Regions from separate parts of the Triticum aestivum genome. Here region 1 is linked to region 2. Evidence: chromatin contacts called from public Hi-C data. All regions are on one chromosome and are shown on one strand. The core of a region is the stretch at or near the end of the contact, and the rest is flanking DNA. Distances in the headings are between cores, read along the strand shown. Region 1 holds the start of LOC123110857 (guanylate kinase 1). Region 2 has its middle 17 kb from the start of LOC123110855.

The links. Hi-C and Micro-C count contacts between places; a contact is called where the count stands out from the background.
Region 1: a contact with region 2 is called in a Hi-C map of leaf, with 5 times the contacts expected there. The contact joins the promoter of LOC123110857 here to the enhancer-like site in region 2. A contact is called at or near these places in 3 of 5 Hi-C or Micro-C datasets (all in leaf) and 1 of 1 datasets of contacts at active chromatin or transcription factors (leaf).

The regions. Positions count from the first base shown.
Region 1 is chr5B:142,709,209-142,711,958 of IWGSC CS RefSeq v2.1, reverse strand. LOC123110857 (guanylate kinase 1) reads right to left here and starts at 1,323. Exons shown (of 11, transcript XM_044531485.1): 1 at 1,052-1,323; 2 at 623-668; 3 at 386-475. The coding sequence starts at 625. It also overlaps the pseudogene LOC123114706.
Region 2 is chr5B:142,426,891-142,429,670 of IWGSC CS RefSeq v2.1, reverse strand. No RefSeq gene overlaps it. Among protein-coding and RNA genes, the nearest start is that of LOC123110855, 17 kb to the right of the region's middle. Within about 2 kb of position 1,495, at least 4 of the 8 cell types and tissues checked have an H3K27ac peak or open chromatin away from gene starts, as enhancers often do. A contact at or near this core is called in leaf, where this site is marked.

The DNA.
Region 1 (2,750 bases), core at 74-2,573, 280 kb before region 2:
GAAAACAGTAGGTGTAAGTTAGTGCAGCCAGTGAGCCAGATAAGTACAAGAAGGTCATTTGGTACCATATATTATACCTACAGTAACTTTATAATTATTAATGAAACAAACAGCTCAGCTCTCCTTTTGATCTCAAAAAAAAGGTGGCATATCTTGCTTGATGTTCCAATACTAGCACAACACATTCTTGTTACATCTCTACCAAAACCAATGTGATATCGCCAAAACAGTTGCCAGCTTTCTAAGCTCAATCTTATTAATTTGTAAGTAACATAATAGAGGTGATGGCTTCAACAACTATGAACAAGAAAATAGTGGCAGTCAAACATATCTAAAATCAAATTGAAAGCATATGTATATGCGTTGACTTATTCAAGGGACTCACTGTCTTATCGCCAACAACTATGGCATTCTGTTGGCAATCCTTGGACCCCAAGGTGATGGGGTCAACGCGAAACTCAGGAGCCTCTTCACCCTGTTTATCACATCAAACCAAAATTTGGAGTCTGTTAGGCACGATACCTAATATAATCTCCGCCTAATCTTCCTTGACATGCTACCTAACTACAACATGAAAAGAACAGAGAAAAAGGAGCGCATAAAAAGCTAGTGATGAACTCACCATAAAATAAGCCGTGATCGGGAGCAGATGCTACGAGCCTGGCGTCCTATTCATAAAAGTGAGCATAAACAAATGATCAGGAAAAAAAGGTTTAAACAGTAGATTGATTTACTCAGAGTATAAGTCCCAGGTGGATGAATTCACCCCAACATCCACCGCCAAAAGAAGAAGCGAACCTTTCATTTGCTCTCACACATTTCAGGAATCAAGCTTTCCACAACGAGGACGACAGGCTACGCGACCAAAGCTATACTAATCACGCGCCATTACCATTCCAAGGCTAGATCCAACGAAACGCAGCCACTAATAGGGGGTGCCGCCTTCCTAAGAACCAGGCACCAACCACCGTCGCGACCATTCCAGGAACAGTCGAGGAAACCCTAAATCGAGCCGTGCAGGACCGAAAACCAGATACGGGCGGGCACAAACCTCGCTTCCCCGACGAGATCCCGCGATCCCGGCGCCGCCCCGAGCTGGAGGCCGAGAAACGAACGAACGTGATAATGAATGTCGCCGCGGCGGCGGCCGGTGCGACGGGGCGGTCAGCGCGGAGGAAGGAGGGGGTCGAGGCGACGGCGCTGGGATGGGAGGGGGGAGGGATCAAATAGGGGCAGGAGCCCTCTCGGGTTGGAATTGGAATTTGGCAGGGAAGAAGCGACGGCGAGGCTGCGGAGTTTTTATACAACTTTTTCTCCTCCCCCTTTTCGCTTTTCATTTCTCCCCTCTCTCTCTCTCCTTTGTATCGATGGAAGCGCATTATTTTGGTCGGATTCGGTGGATCTGGTCTTGTGTCTTGACCCGAACCCCTAGGCCTAGAGCATCGCTTCTTTGCGAGGTAATAGCACCAGGAGTCCCACAACTTGTCCTGAATGTGATGATTTGGTCTCAATCTTACAAAAGGCAATTATTGAGTCACACAACTTGCAGCCAATGTGCAAATTTGGTCCCAGCCAATCAGAGCACTACAAGTGGAGCCTAGTCAGCACAGCCGGTCAGCACAGCGCATTTTGCATTTACCCCCTGGACTTAGCACTAATCAACCCGCACTACAAGTGGAGGAAGGAGCTGGATCCAGCTCGCCGCCATGGTGTCTTGGAGGAAGAGCGGAGCTCTGCTTCCGGCGCACCACCGAGCCCGACGACACAGACCCCCAGAGCGCGGCCAGATGGGCGCCGGCGGCATTCCCTGCCGCCTCCGCCTCCTCCTCCTCCTCGCCGTCGTGCTCCTCCTGCTCCTGTCGACGGCGTCGTGCGCCGACCTCTACGCGGTCGTCTACAAGGGCTGCGCCAACCAGACCTTCGCGGGGGGCGCGCCGCCGCCCACCGTCGCGGCGCTCTCCTCCGCGCTCGCCGCGCAGTCGGCCTCCGCCTCCGTCTTCGGCCTCTTCCAGTGCCGCGGCGACCTCTCCGGCCCGGACTGCTCCTCCTGCGTCGCGCGCGCCATGTCCTCCTGGCGCTACCTCTGCGGCGGCGCCGTCGCGGCCCGCGTCCAGCTCAACGGCTGCCTCGCGCTCTACGAGATCTCCAGCTTCCCCCAGGTCCCCGGCGTTCAGATGCTCTTCAAGACCTGCGGCTCTGGCGGGGGCGCCGCCGGCGCCCCGGACTTCGAGACCCGCCGCGGCACCGCCTTCAGCCCGCTCCTCCGCGCTCGCCGCGCAGTCGGCCTCCGCCTCCGTCTTCGGCCTCTTCCAGTGCCGCGGCGACCTCTCCGGCCCGGACTGCTCCTCCTGCGTCGCGCGCGCCATGTCCTCCTGGCGCGACCTCTGCGGCGACGCCGTCGCGGCCCGCGTCCAGCTCAACGGCTGCCTCTCGCTCTACAAGATCTCCGGCTTCCCCCAGGTCCCCGGCGTTCAGATGCTCTTCAAGACCTGCGGCTCTGGCGGGGGCGCCGCCGGCGCCCCGGACTTCGAGACCCGCCGCGGCACCGCCTTCAGCCAGCTCGAGGGCGGAGCGGGCTCCAGCGCGCGGGGGGGGGGGGGGGGGGGGGGTTCTTCGCCACCAGCTTCCAGCAGGTGTACGCGCTGGCGCAGTGCGAGGGCGACCTCTCCAACGTCGACTGCAGCAACTGCGTCACCCAAGCCGTGCAGCGCGTCGCCGTCGAGTGCGGCGGCGCCCCCTCCGGCCAGGTC
Region 2 (2,780 bases), core at 246-2,745:
ACTCACACTTTTTGGGATGGTGCAGCGCCGGGGTCGGACTATTTTAGCGGATCTCGAGGACCATGTCTCCTTGGATGCTCACACTAGTTGTCTTGACCCAGACGTGGCGACACGTGTGTCGAAGGCATTTATCCTTCTTGAAGGTTACTGAAGAAGTTGACTTAGCCATAAGTTTACAAATTTCATATCTTGAAATGGTTCAGTTGTCGTTATATATGCTATGTAGTCCATTTGTTAGCGGAAGTCCTACTCTCAGCTCGAACTCAAATGCTCTTGCATAAATAGTAAAATAAAAAATTGTTGAAAAAAATTCAAAAAATCAGATTTTTTGTGTGGCAAACATCAAGGAATGTTTTCAGTGCTTATTAAATTTTCAGCATGAAATTACATCGTGAAAGTCGTGGCAAAAAAACATAAAGTACATAATGCTTTTGAAAGTAGCATCTTCGGAGCATCGGTTTTGTTTTTATGCCAAGACTTCTATGAATGATGATGGTTGTGGACATCATGGCCGAGCAGCGACCTTCCTTCCTAAGAAACGAAACAATTCCTATATACCTAAGAGTCGCTCCCACAAACTTATTTAACTAAACATAAGCATGTCACCTCGTCATACAATAATGAATGAGATAAGACTCACGTCAAAACGCAATCATATAGGAGAAAAGACCCACCACAAAGGTCAAACATGCATGAAATATGTTTCCGATTCAATTATTTTACTTATATTTAAGAAATGTTGTTACAACTATACATAATCAAATACTCCATCCGATTCTAAATATAAGTCTTTTTAGAGATTTCAATATGAACTACAGAGGGATGTATATAGATATATTTTGGTGTGTAAATTCACTCATTTTGCTCCGTCCATAGTTCATAATGGAAACTCTAAAAAGACTTATATTAAGAAACGGAGGGAGTATAATAAATCATATATATTTTAATTTTTTATCCTCATATTCTTAGGCTAAGTTTTCGTCAATCAATTCTCACAGCAACTCATGGGATATCCTCGCTTATTTCCGCCCGCTCTAGTTTTTAGCCGGGCAAACCCTAACCCTAGCACGACTAGGCCGTTGATCCATCTCAAGCGTCTCGAGGCATGTACAGTGAACTCATGATATATAAACAACTGAAAAGCACATAAATCCAAGCTCCAGTAAGCGCACCGGCAGTGGGGCGGCTACAAGTGGTCAACTGGCCCGGTCTGGTATGTTCCTCACCCTTTCCGCGCAAGTGGGCGTGCAACTTGCAGGCCCCTTCCCGCCTGAAACCTGCCTCCCTTCATTCTGGCCTGCTGCGACAGTGACAACCCCCTCCCTCCTCACGGAAGCCGACAACCGGCGCGCCACCAACCTTGGACAAAATCATTAGATCGCTAATCAGATTTGATCTTGATTCCTGAACGAAAGCCAGGTTTTAATACTAGCCTTGAGAAGGACATACGGTGACATCGCAACCAATCTGCATATGGCCCTCCTAGACAGATTCCTAGGTAAGAAAAACCGCGTGAATACACACGTATACCTGCCAGTTCAGTCCTAACAAGCAAACTTTGTAGTGCATGCGTGCTACATTATTGTTGGTATTCTGATGACAATCGAATGGAACATATTCTATCAATCCATCGACGACCAGGCCCGTCCGTGAGAAGAGACGTCTTGCATCTACAATCTGATCTGGTGTGAGAATTATTATTATTTTTTGACAGAATCTGGTGTGGGAATTTGACTCAGTATCAAGACCAGTTCAGTCACTCGTAGTATTACGCTGCAGGTTCCAACCGATTGCAGAGATCGTGCCCCGTTACTTTGTCAGATTGAGAAACAGTAAAATGGAGCGAGCTACGCCTCCTCTCAGTGTTTTGGTTACGCCCGCCATCCGATCGCAACCTCAACGGACCAGATCTCTACCATCGTCCCACAACGTCATCTTGGGCTTTTCCAATTGCCTGACTCAGTTATACGTAGACAGGGCTGCTGCTCCGCAGAACGATCCAGACGCCTGCTCGTGAATTGGGCTAACGTGTACCGATGTTCTATATGGGCTTTCTTTCTCGTATTTATCTTCTGTGCTCGGCGTCCATTATTAGGCTCGGCGACGGAGCTCGGCTTTCTCCCTCCCGTAACCGCTGCTTGTCGTGCGCGTTTTCCTTGCGTCACGGGTGTGCTTCGCAGCAGCTCACCCAAATCCATGGCTACCATGACTCGCCCACCGACGTCGTCCCACCCAAATCCATGGCTGAGATTTACCCATGGATCTTGAAGGACGCCCAGAATTTGGTCAGCAGGGCACTTGACTTGTAGATCCAATCTGTCGCGAGAAGAGAACTGCAAATCCTACTCCACCGATGCAACCCGCGGCCGGCGGCCACCAATGGTCAGATGTTCATCACCTCAACCTGATGGAATGCAGGAGCAACCCTCCTCCCACATCCTTGGTGCTCGAGAACGTTCATTGTGCAATGCCTCTCTACTCTTTGTTCTCAGGTTGACTATCGGAAAGCAATATTTTCAACTTTTTTTGTGGATCAGTCTCCATGGCGTGCACCAGCCTCATTTGCAGGAGGTTGAAGTGTTTTAGCACGGATTAACATTAACATAGTAAATCTTCGATATATATGTGCACCTTATGGTAAGTTGAATTCCAGTTGCCAGGAATACTATATAATACTTTCATCAGGAACACTATAGTAAAACGAATTCCAGTTTCAGGCCAAAGTATTGCATGGAGTGCAAGGTGAGTGCTCATGTCTTAGCTGAACCAGTTGCCCAAGA